3 separate regions of the Rattus norvegicus genome follow, and regions 1 and 3 are each linked to region 2. Evidence: chromatin contacts called from public Hi-C data. All regions are on one chromosome and are shown on one strand. The core of a region is the stretch at or near the end of the contact, and the rest is flanking DNA. Distances in the headings are between cores, read along the strand shown. Region 1 overlaps Neb (nebulin). Region 2 holds the start of Arl5a (ADP-ribosylation factor like GTPase 5A). Region 3 overlaps Cacnb4 (calcium voltage-gated channel auxiliary subunit beta 4).

Region 1 (4,302 bases), core at 1,376-3,875, 150 kb before region 2:
AGTAAGGAAAGCTATGATTCATTACAGAAATAAAGAACAAATTCATATTATTTTTTTAAAAAAGGTTATATACGAGATATATATACATATATATATATATATATATATATATATATATATATATATATATGTTAACTTGAGCTTCCCATTATCCTGCTCAGCCTTCTAATTGATAGGGTTACAAGTGTCCTCTCACACCTGGCTTTAATGTCAGATTTGGAAAAATAGCATTTTGCATCTGTCCCATCTTTAGAATAGAACGAAAGTACTTAGGATATATACATTAAAAGTCTAAGCAATTTCAAACCCAATGAAAAGATAAGAGAAAGCACTGTAAGAGATGGTCATCAAAACATCCCAGGGCAATGTTCTGTAATTGTTTGCAACGTCCTAGAAATGCAGGATCTCAGTTCAATTCCCTAAATAAAAGCCATTGTTGCCCTTTAACCCCCTTGCTTGAGAGGAAGGAAGAGCACCACTCTCTCTACCTTATTCATGGTATGAGCATTCTGCTTCGCCAACACCATGTCCATGGAGTCGGTCAACTTTTTAAACTGGAAGTTGCTAGGATGCTGCCGGTACTTCTGATCACTGGCATACTCAGTTGCTTTCTTGGCCTTCTCCACCTCTAGGGAGCCAGCTGGGCTCCAGCCAAGCCCTCGGTACCACTCCCTGTAGTCTTGCTTATATTCGTTCTATAAAGAGAAGAGATAAACCTGACTTCAATTAAGTCCTCAATTGAGACACAAAACTATGGTATATAATTCTGTGATGTCCCCATCCATGCTGGGGACCCAGCCACCCCTCAGCTGGAAGACTCTCTTACATCACTCTGGATGTGATTCATATTCCTGGTCAGCTCGATGTTCATTGCGTCTGGGAGGAGGATGTACTTGTGAATGAGGCGCTTGTAGTTGGTGTTGGTGATGTTGGCTTGCGCGTCCTTGGCAGCCGTGACGCTCAGCATGTCAGCAGGAGTATGGTAGCTGGTCTTCGTCTTCTCGTAGTTTTTCTTGTACTCTCGATCAGACTGCATCTTAGCCACTTGCATGGAATGGACTAATTTGGGATCGTCTTCCAGACTGCGAAAACCAACCATCTTCCCTTTCTCCTTTTCATAACTGTGCTTGTATTTATACTGTGAAGAAAATGTGAATAGCGTGAAGAACAATTTTTCTTACCTAAAAAAAAAATATCATTCTAGTATCAATGTTCTACTGCCAGTTCTTCATTGGCACTTGTATACAGCTTCACTGTTGATGAAACACATTTTTGATGTTTGCCTGTGAAATCTGGAAGCAGAGTCCTTATCACAGACCCCATTTTGTATGAGATGACATGCTGAGTGACCTCCTGGGGCGAATGAGGACTGGGGTGCACATCATCCTGCACTACAGTGATTTTCGCTCACACTCTCCTCTTACAGGAAGATCACAGCAAATGAGAGGAAAAACAAGCAGCCAGTTGCTGCCCAGGGAAATAAATCCGCCGGCCATTTGCTGCTGAAATATTAGCTTATGTGGGGCACACAGCAAAATTTAGAGCACCTTTTTGTATCTTGGAGGATTTTTTTCCCCTTACCAAACTGATAAAACTAAGGAGAAATGTTGCTGTTCCCCCCAGCTTCCAAAGATGGGAGATAGTGAGCTATCCCCTTAGTCTGCTTCTTTTCATGGGGTTGAGTGTGAAGGTTACAGGGGAGGAGCCAGGAAAGACAACTGACTCCAGTGCGCTATAGGAAAACTTGGAGCTCTCAGCACTAGGAGAGTTCTACAGGAAGGGAGGGTGCAGGACAGGGTGGGAAAGGAGATTAGGGCTGTGCATTATAAAGCTAAAGCAGATTTCTGGGGCCCAGATCAAGTTTCATATGAGTCTTGTCCCAATACATTAGCTGTCCCGGGGTGTGTGGAGCCCTAGTTCACAATGTTTATCAATCTCTGGGATATTTCCCACTATTTAAGAGCAGCCATCATTAGCACCAATGATCAAAACCCTAACCACACTCCGTGAAGTATCCTGCTGGGAATTCAGGGCCAAGGAGCAGAGAGTTCATCTAGACTTCCTGAGGTGGGAAGCTGAGGCCTGTGAGGGTATTACCATGATTAACATGCCATTGTGTCTTGTTTGTGTGTTTTCCAGAAATGCCAGTGGAGACACACAAACGCTGTCAAGATGCATTTGCAGAGCCCAGTGAATCTACTGTTTACAGCACTGGATCACAGTTTCCTCTTATATCCCATTCACTTGGTGTCTGCGGGTGCACTGCTCTGCTTGCTTGCTGGCCGCCCTTCACACTTACATCACTTGCAATATCTCTCGACGCCTTGGCAGCTTTGATAGGAATTGCATCTGTTCTGAGGTCATAGCCTTTCTTTCTAGATTCTTCCAGGGAAAGTTTATAGAGTTTCTGTGAAGAGAAGAAGGGGCAGCGGGAAAACATGGCTTTATTCTAGAAGGCTGACTGTTGAGAGCAAGACTGTCGGGCAGATATGATCTTGGTGGTTCAATGGTTGATTGTTCTAAGAAACATCATTGTTGGGGGAGAAAAGACAAAGTGACTACTTAAGCTCAAATGTGTTTTAACATATCACTACAGAAAGGAAATGAACTGGTCTCTATGAGGAAGTCCAGCAGGCTCTTACTGGTTTATTTTTATCAAATAAGAGACAAAGGAACGCCTACAAAGGGGTTGTCATCACATGCCAAAAGGGCGTCTTAGTTTTACGTTGTTTCTTTTACTTAGTAGTGCAAATTCCACAGTCATCAATTCCAAATCTCTGTGGAATTCAAACAATGAAAAGAAAGAAACTGCCAAGCTTGGAGGATTCCCACCAAACATGCAGAGCTAGGTCAAGAAGCAAATGAAGTTAAATATCAAATGCATTTTCTAACGGAGGTTTCACATTCCTTCGTGTAGGGCTTGTCCCAGTTTGTTCAAAATATCAACCTTTTCTTTCCATTGTTTTAACTCTTTTGAGGACAGTTTTCATAGCTGAGCCCCAGGCCTTTCTCTTTCTGGTGGGTCTCTTAGCTCAAGGGGCACCTCACAAAATGAAATCCAAAGCTGTAACTGCTATCCTAGCCTCCTCGGACGGCCTTGCTCCAAATTTGAGCAGAGTAAAGATTAGGGAGGGAGAGATGCTCCTTTGTCTTTAAAAAGACCAAGGTCTATTAGTTTTTAAATGTTCCTTCTCATAAATCAGAGTTAATGTTCTATTACTGGTGGGAACAAGGCTAAACAGAAAGATGGAGACGAGGGGAGTATACTTACATCACTCATGTTGATCGCATTTGCTTTGGCCAAAACGATCTCGGGGATATCGGGCATGATGTGGATTTTCGTCTTGTCAGCTTCCCATGCTTGCTTATAGAGATGCTGGAGGAAGGCACAAGAGTGCGTTTAAAAATCACAAAAGGATCTCACGTTGTGCACACACATCCTCATGTGTGCACAGGAACCGCTATTTTGGGTATCTTCCTAAGCAAAAGCCGACATGGTGGAGTAGGTGCAAGACCAAGGGTCTTAAGCCTAGAGGTGAAATCTCCCTCCTAGAGATTCCTAAGCATCCTATTTCAAAGCCATATATCACACGATGCCCTGCAGCTTGCTCTTTTCTTTCTTTACTTCAAAGTATGGGCTAGGTATCTTGGAACCTTCTGAAAATAGTTTACTCTATCTAGGAAGCGGCAGAGGTTTAATTCAACTGATTTAAGAAATTCTCCATTGGTAGACATTCACTGGTATTGTCCAGTCTGTTTCTACTGTAGGGACAGTGCCTGGACATATATCACTCAGGTTTCTGGTCTAGGAAGGACCAGCTTTTAGCAGGTGGATTCCCTTGGTCAGCTGCATTGGCCAAGCCTCTGTTGAACCTGCCTTACGGCTCACTTTTTCCCTCTGAAACAGCCCTCTCTCCTGCTGGTACTATCCTTTAAAAAAACATTGCAAGCCTCAAATTCCACATTGGCATCTCTGTTCAGAAACCCGTGTGTGTATGTCTGTACACACAAAGATTTCAGAGGGATAAGGAACAGCCCCATTTTTTTTTGTTTTCACAAATATCAATTAAAACTTTACATTACTGTAAACTCCCTCACAGGTAAGGTGAATGGCACAGCTCTGGCAATGTTGTCCATGGCTGGTCTTTGTTTTAGCTTAGTGTTATCCAGTAGAGTTGTCAGTGATGATGAAAATGTTTTGCATAAGCTAATATGGTAGCCCCAAGCCGAACAGGGCCACTGAGTACCTGAGTCCGTGATGACTTTAAAGAGGGCTAAGTTATTCACATTAATTTGACTATA
Region 2 (4,107 bases), core at 683-3,182:
AGCATGGAAGACACGCCTAATTTCTGTGTCCCATTCTCCACAGGTCCAAAAATACCAACAAGTGTCTGCCACAGTGAATCCCATGAAGCTACTGTGCTGAGAAAAGACCATTTAACAAACTGTTTCTTCACGGTTTCACTATACTGACTGGGAATTTTCTAGAAACTGAACTCTATTAATTCTCTTGTTAATTTTTAAACAAGGAGTAAATGTCCAGGCAAACACTACTACAACATGCAGAGTATAAGATCTGTACTGATACCAATGTATTCGTGCTATCACTTGCGATTAGCTGAGTTTCTTTTAAAGTTCTAATTCACTTTTTAAGTTACAGCAACAGTTGCCATTAAGTCAAACAAGAAAGTGAGGACAGGACCAGAGACACTTTAAAGCACAAAGTCTTTCTAAAGGAAAGCAGAACTGAAACACTAGCTTCACTAAATTCACAGATTGTATAGAACAGAACTAGATACTTATTACCCACATAAACATCACCAGTTCTACAACGATATAATCGTTAGTACTTCAAACCTAGAGTTTTAATATTCAAAAACTGTAGATCCCCACAAATTCCTCCTGTGCTAGGTAAGAGTATGTAGACCCACGGAATTATGAAGCCACTGGAGACCACTACCCCGTCATTCGAACTCTGCTGACCAGACAGTGCAAATAATCCTCTTTATTGCCTTCCACTTCATTTAGTACCGTTATCTAAAGTATAATTTTTTTAAAAAAATTATTATTAAAGAAGCATAACCCACTAGGTATTACAAGTAATTCCATAAAGCCAGCTCTATCCCGGAGGAGGAGCAAACCAGGAAACAGCTCCGTCTAAACAGTAGGCACCACCGTTCATTAAGTTTTAACTGGAAAAAGTGGGGTGCAACAATGCTACCAGCTTATAGAAGAGAAAAACAGTACGTGGTTGACAGATGGAATGAACCGCAAGTAGAGCTTAAAAAAAAAAAAAAAGCACGACGTTTCATTTTAGTAACTATGTAGTTCTGTTAAAACCATATTCTCTCCAGTATCACACACCCAATTCTGTAATTTCTTTTATAAATCCCCTATGCCTGCCGTGGCAAAGTCTGCTTTTGGGCGAACTTAAAGAGTAACCTGGTAGTTACCTAATGCTAACGAAAGAGAGCCGAGGTAGGCTTTTAAAAGCTTTCAGCGAAACATTTTAACAAGGGCCAAAACCAAAAAACAACAACAACAACAAAAAAAACCCTCTAATAACCCAAGAAGGAAAACGACCTTAGGCTTGACCTTTACCACAGAGACAAACGGCGCAAAGGAGAGACCCCACCACTATTCCGCAGCGAGGGTCTCCCCGCCCCTCCCCCCAAGAGAGCCTCCCGAAGCGAACCAGACGAGTCCAGCACTAGTTCCAGTTTTCCGCATTCTGCAAACTGTGGGCTCGGTGGCGCCTCTAGGGCCAGGGCCCTCGGTCTTCACCCTAGAACCCCAGCTGTTGTCAGTGCGGCCCAAACACAACTGCCGGCCGGCGACGCGGATGGAGGCAGGCCAGGCCGCGCGTTGGGCCCCCGGCGTGGAGCAGGACACCTTTCGCGCTCGCGATCAAATCGGAGCAATGGGTGTATGGCGGGAGGAAGCTCTCCCCAGCTCCCGAGAGACAAAGGCGACCCCCTCCGCCCGACAAGGGCCGGGACCTCCTCGCCCGGCCCAGCCTCACCCTGGTGATTGAACAGTCTCCAGATCCGGGTGAAGAGAATTCCCATCCTCGGGCAGCGGAGCCCTCCAGCCGCCCGGGCTCAGGCTGCGGGGCAGAAGGACGCGCCGGGGCCTCCGCCTCTGCTCCCGCGCCGGCCGCGCGCCCGCTTCCAGGGACCCGCGGGGAGGCCGCAGCCCAGGCCACCTAGCCACGCGCGAGGCCCCGCCGCTACCGCCGCGGCGCTCGCCTGGCTCGCGGACATCGCCGCCGCGTTGTCTGCTCGAGCCTCGTGGGCCACCGTCCTCCGTTCCTCTCTGGCGGCTGCTTGGGCAGGGGCAGGGCGGAGCTAGGGGATTGCGCAGGCGCAGGAGCCAGAGGCGGGGCGAAGGGATCGGGGGCGGGGCGAGGGGGCAGGAGGCGGGGCGGAGGGGCGGGAGGCCGCTGCAGCGCCGAAGACCCAGCGAAGGCTGAGGCGCTCTAGGCGTGCTGCTGTCCGGGTTTGAAGTTGTTTCTGAGCCTCGAGCCACAATGCTAATATATAACCATACCTTCTTCTAAAAGTCCCAGGTTTGGGCCCGGACGATGGTAAGCATTAAGTCTCTTTAAAGTCTATTATCTGACAGCAGCTGAAATCTTGGCCTTTTTTTTTTTTTTTTTAAGTCGCTGCAGTTTTTCCCACACCTCTGTCTTTGCTTCTCAGGCTCTTCCCTCTCCAATCTCCCTCCACTCTCTCAGGCCACTCTTGGCCAGAACAGTTTTCCTTAAATATCTCCCCCCGATTTAAAAAATCTTAAGTGTTCACAAAAGCTATCTGAGCTGAGTCCAAAAAGACTGTAAACAAGAAACTCACTGGTCTTCATGGTATGGTCCAAATGCCTTTTTCTCTCATTCAGGAGTCACCTTCCTGTTAAATAGATGGTCAAATGCTGTCATCATTCTTCTTGCCTAAAGTTTGAACAGTTGTGCCTCTGGGTATGTGAATGTCCAGCCCTGCACCCCCCAACCCCTCCCCAGTGCAGGAATTATTAGTAATCGCTGGCGACCTTGATCCGAAGAGTTCTTGCCTGTGTTTTGTTTTTGCTTACTTTAGTTCCCTTTAGCTGAGTAGGTTAGACTCTAGGTCTCAGTATTCCTGATGTAGAAGCATAGTGTTGATTCCTGAGGTTAAATGACAACTGTGATAGTTTTGACTAAAAGAGAAGCTGGGATTGTCTACTTCTTCCACAAAAATAAAGAAAAAGCGTCATTTCTTTCTATTCTCTTCAACTTCAATTTGTAAAAGGGAAGGAAAAATGCGGGAGACTTCTGAAAGGTCTTTGAGCTGTTCCGGGTATCTTCAACAGCCACGGGAAATGAAGCACTGTACTCCACCTGACTCCTAACCATGTACTGTCTTATCTCAATGTATAGGAAAGAGAGTTAGTTCTCCATCTTCTTTGGGAGCTTGTGTTCAAATGCCAGTCTTAAAGGAGGCATACATAAAGGAGAATAAAGTCATTAGACTAGTCTGCATATATTTATATTATATCTGGATATACTTAATAGCCTGTAGGCTGCTTAGAAAATCAATGTTTGCATAACCAACTTACATGAGCTCTTTAGTGTTTCCATTGTCATCCAGTGTAGGCAGAGATTTTAGCAATCCTTGAGTCATTTTACAAATCCCCACATGTCTTTGGCAACTTACTAATGTATGTCAGACCCATGTTTACTTGTGAGGCTAGGACTCTATTAAGGAAATGGTCTCTTAGACTATTTTCTAAGTGTCCCTCACAGAAAAGGGAGATGGATTTGACTAGTAGAATCTTGCCTGACTTTAATAGACAAAATACAAAATTGCTGACTATAGATGTGACTGGGCATCTTTAATGGGGGATATCAACCTTTCTGTTCTTCCTTCTGAGACCTTCTAAATATTTTATCAATTTTTATAAAGTCATGAACAAAATGCCATGAAAGACTTCTGCTTCAGAACAGGAGAGAGTAAAGCCTGTGCTGGACCATTCTATTGTTAACAAGCAGAATACTGCATACAACACGAGAAACAACTGTTTCCAGATACTGGAAAACAGCCTATAGACGGTGATCCCTCACTAACAGAAACAGTGAGCTTTACCTGTATTTCCCCCTTAGCAAAAACGATTCCCAGCCAACTCCAGAGGGAGTGGACAGCCAAATAAGAGGACAGCCTCTTACCATGAAGACACAGCTCTGTGTTTTCATAGTCAGAGAGGCTAGAATTAGGGAAGCAGAGTCTTTAGCTCCATATGACTTACATAGGATGAAACCCTAGGTTGTTGGCCAGTAATAGTTTCTAGATGAAAAACCATACCAGGATTATTGCAAAAGAATCTCCAGATAATTATCTAAAAGGATCAGGAATCATTAATATATCAGTAGATGCCTGGGTGTTAAAAAGGAGCGAAGCCCAA
Region 3 (3,711 bases), core at 73-2,572, 180 kb after region 2:
CATAATTAAACAATAAATTGGGTTTTTTTTTTCCAAATTCCTTCTGTCAATGAGGCAAAGCATGCGTCCTAGCTGGTTGCAAATCATTTCTCCAAGGTCCCTTGGGAGCATGGCATTTGGTCTGTGTCTGGCCTCTTCCTCCTCTAGATCGCCCTGCACCATTCTCTTGATTGTCCAGACTCTTGCAAAGCTCTCTGTGGCTGTTGTCGCAGCCTTTCCAGCCCTGTATTTGAATCAGCTCCCAGTTCACCCTTTATCCTTCGACCTCCTGTCCAAAAGCTAGCAGATGAGTTCCCATGAATGCTCCAAGGTTTTCCCGTGGTCCCCCCACCTCCCTGCCTACTTTTGTCCGTGTTATAGATCACTGTTTCAAAGACCCTTCTCTCCACTGTCTACCTTAGGTGCACTGAGATAAAAAAAAAAGTAATTTGTCACTGTAACAAGTTCACAGAAGAGAAAGTCGCACCCAGAGCTGGGGAAGAGGAGAGCCTTCCTTGACTGTTTTGCTCATTGTGAATCTCCTCTACGGACACTTGAAGCCGACCCTGCACACTGGACAACTATCCTGAATTAGTGAGTTTCCTCTACTGAGGGTGCCATGAGGCTTTCCTACCCTCTCTTTCCTTCTGAAAAAGCCAACAACACATGTCCCTCCATCACCCTCACCACGCAGCCTCTCCCCTCCCTGCCCAGGTGCTCCTTGCTTTCTCACACAATTTACCAGGTCCCTGTGCATCAACTGAGCGTATATTTGCTGCATCCCTGCAAGTGCTGGCAGTAAGGGCCTAATCATATCACTAGTGCAATTCATAAGTGCATTTAAATAGGAAGCAAGCTGCCCTTTCCTACCCCCACTGGCCTTCCCTCCTCCCTCACCCCATCCCCCCACCCCACCCAAGCCCCTGAGGTCAATCCTGTTCTTCCCTCCTACCTTCGGTAGCTCCTGTAGTTGGTGCTAGAGGAAGCTGACCTACAAAATGACAGTTCCCATTGCCTTCTGTAGAGTTATAAAAGCCCACAAGCAGAGTGGGGGTCCAGAGAGCAAACAGCCAGCTAAGGCAAGGGGTGGGAGAAGACAGGCCACTGTGGTAGTTGGTTAAAGGTGACACTTTCCAGCAGGAAGCCATAAATGATGGAGCCATTGCTCCATTCTCTTTAAGGTAAAGGGAGAATTACCCAATCCCTTGCCTTCCACCACATTTAAGAAACACTGTGTGGTGACATCTAGCGGTTCCCGTTTAAATTACCCTCGTAGTACAGTGCCAGGGAGAAACAGAAAAGAAACAGCTTTCAGAAAGTTGGAGTTCATTAACAGTACAAGTGCACCAGTCACTTCACCCTGGGTTTCTGCTGTGCTCATCCTGGCCCGCTCTGCCCTGTGGCAAACAGAGGTAATGACCATGAACAGGCTGTGGGAGGACACAGCTCAGAACAGTGCCTTCCATCAGGATTTATTCCACCCATCCTCACTGTATTACAAACGTTAACAGTGATGGCACTTAGTGAAACGGCACTCATTCCTACCCTACTGACACAGCCCGGAAGACATGCATCATGAGACTTACGGTCTTGCGTGCTCGTGACACGGGCCGCACACCATCAGGGATCTGAGGACCGCCCAACTTTCACTATTACCCAGGCCTATCAGTAGCCTAAGGCACTGGGATCTTGGTTGAACAGGACGTGCTCTCTTCAATTCACAACAGTCAGTCCATGGGCCCTGTCACCCTGCTTTAAACTACTTCCTCCATGTGTGACAACTGCTGACCGACCACTGTTGTAACCCTAAAACATGCGTGTGAAGACCAGAGATCAGTCTGGGTGTGGTGTCTCAGGAGCAAGCCAACTTGGTTTTGAGACAGAGTCTCTTATGTAGCCTGGAGCTCTTCAGTCAGACTAGGTTGGGTGACCAAGGAGCCTCAGGGTCCTGACTGCCTCTGCCTCCCTGCACTGGGGTTACAGGGACATGCTACCACACCTGGCTTTTCCACTGGGGGTCTGAAGATCTAACTCGGGTCCTGATGAATTAGTAGCAAATACTTCACTGACTAAACCAGCCTTCCAAACCCATTCTGTGACCCTCCTTGATCCTGTCACCTGGACAGCAAGCCTGACAAGTGCTTGCCTGGCAGCACTGTTAGGAACGAGTTTGTAAACACTCTGTGGCTGTCACATCACCTACGTTCCCTGACCGAACTTCTGACGTCACTCATCTTTCTCCTGCCAACTCTAGCCCCCAGGTTACATTTTATATGCCTTTATAAATAATGTTTTATTTTTGTTTTATGTGCACTGTTTTGTCTGCCTGTATGGCTGTGTTAGGATACCTGATCCCCTGCAACTGCAGTTACAGCTGTGAGCTGCCATGTGGGTGCTGGGAGTTGAGCCTGGGACCTCTGAAAGAGCAGCAGTGCTCTTAACCATTCAGCCATCTCTCCAGTCCCCACACATGTCTTTTTAAAGCATGTTTTTAACTGTGGTAAGAGTACACGCACACCAGAAATATTGCTACTTTGGCGCTTTTTTTTAAATGTGCAGTTCGGTGGTATTAAGGACATGCACGTTTTTTTGTGCAACTCTCATTGCTATCCGTCTCCAAAATTTTCTCATCTTGCAAACTGAAACCGTGCACATCTCACACCAACTTGGCATTCCCTCCTCCCCGAGACAAAAAGATCGACATTTTGCTTTCTGTCTCTGCATTTGATACCTTGTACGTGCCCAACCCTACAAGACTGATTCTTTTGTGACAAGGCTATTTCTCCTGGAGTGTCTTCAGAGGCCATACACGGTAGCACATGCCAAAGCCTTAAGGCTGCCACAGTAGCTTATGGTGTGTGTGCTTTGCATCTTCTGAGTCTATTCGCCTGTGAGTGGATGCTCTGAGGACTTCTCTCCCCTTATGGCTCACACGCCTGCTCTGCTGTGGTGAGCGTTAGCTCACATCTGCTCTGCTCCCTGCTTTCAAGTCTTTCTTTCCGTTATTCATGTAGAAGCAAGTCTGTGGGCTCATGTAGTAATTCTCTGTTCATTTTGTTGTTGTTCTTGTTGTTGTTGTCATTGATGATGATGATGATGATGTTGATGTTGTTGTTGATGATGATGTTGATGATGATGATGATAATGATGTTGTTGTTGATGATAATGATGATGATGATGATCCGAGTCCTGGGCTTGAGCAATCATCTAGGTCCAACATTCTGAGTGGCTGACTCTGCAAGCACATACCTGCTATTCTGTTTTAATGTTTGTTGTTTGTTTGTTTGTTTGTTTGTTTTGAGGAACTTGTGTTCAGTATTTTAAGGGGAAAAATGTGTTCAGGTTTTCCAGACATTTGTTTGGCTTTCCTTTTTTTAGATTTTTATTTCTTTATTTTACATAACTACACTGTCGCTGTCTTCAGGCACATGGGAAGAGGGCATTGGATCCCATTACAGATGGTCGTGAGCCACCATGTGGTTGCTAGGAATTGAACTCAGGACCTCTGGAAGAGCAGTCAGTGCTCTTAACCACTGAGCCATCTCTCTGGCCCCTCACCTTTCCTTATTTAAAAGATATATTTATTTTAATGTTGTGTATGAATGTTCCGCCTGCATGTATTAAGTGTACCATGTAGGTACCTTGCAGTGCCTGGAACCTCCCCTAGGTCCTCTGCAAGAGTAGCAACTGCTCTTATTCTGATCCATCTCTCTAGGACCTACCATTACCTTT

Evidence for each region. Hi-C and Micro-C count contacts between places; a contact is called where the count stands out from the background.
Region 1: a Hi-C map of Schwann cells shows a contact between it and region 2, with 4 times the contacts expected there. The contact joins the enhancer-like site here to the promoter of Arl5a in region 2. A contact is called at or near these places in 2 of 12 Hi-C or Micro-C datasets (Schwann cells and hepatocytes) and 1 of 1 datasets of contacts at active chromatin or transcription factors (oligodendrocytes).
Region 3: a contact with region 2 is called in a Hi-C map of Schwann cells, with 4 times the contacts expected there. The contact joins the enhancer-like site here to the promoter of Arl5a in region 2. A contact is called at or near these places in 3 of 12 Hi-C or Micro-C datasets (Schwann cells, liver and mammary epithelial cells).

Annotation. Positions count from the first base shown.
Region 1 is chr3:57,157,081-57,161,382 of GRCr8, forward strand. It overlaps Neb (nebulin), which reads right to left. Exons shown (of 165, transcript NM_001419519.1): 46 at 3,272-3,376; 47 at 2,300-2,407; 48 at 827-1,138; 49 at 489-695. Among named protein-coding and RNA genes, the nearest start is that of Neb, 61 kb to the right of the region's middle. Within about 2 kb of position 2,626, at least 3 of the 93 cell types and tissues checked have an H3K27ac peak or open chromatin away from gene starts, as enhancers often do. A contact at or near this core is called in Schwann cells, where this site is marked.
Region 2 is chr3:57,310,556-57,314,662 of GRCr8, forward strand. Arl5a (ADP-ribosylation factor like GTPase 5A) reads right to left here and starts at 1,933. Exons shown (of 6, transcript NM_053979.2): 1 at 1,697-1,933. The coding sequence starts at 1,742.
Region 3 is chr3:57,487,594-57,491,304 of GRCr8, forward strand. The region is part of intron 2 of Cacnb4 (calcium voltage-gated channel auxiliary subunit beta 4); the gene reads right to left. Among named protein-coding and RNA genes, the nearest start is that of Cacnb4, 89 kb to the right of the region's middle. Within about 2 kb of position 1,323, at least 6 of the 93 cell types and tissues checked have an H3K27ac peak or open chromatin away from gene starts, as enhancers often do. A contact at or near this core is called in Schwann cells, where this site is marked.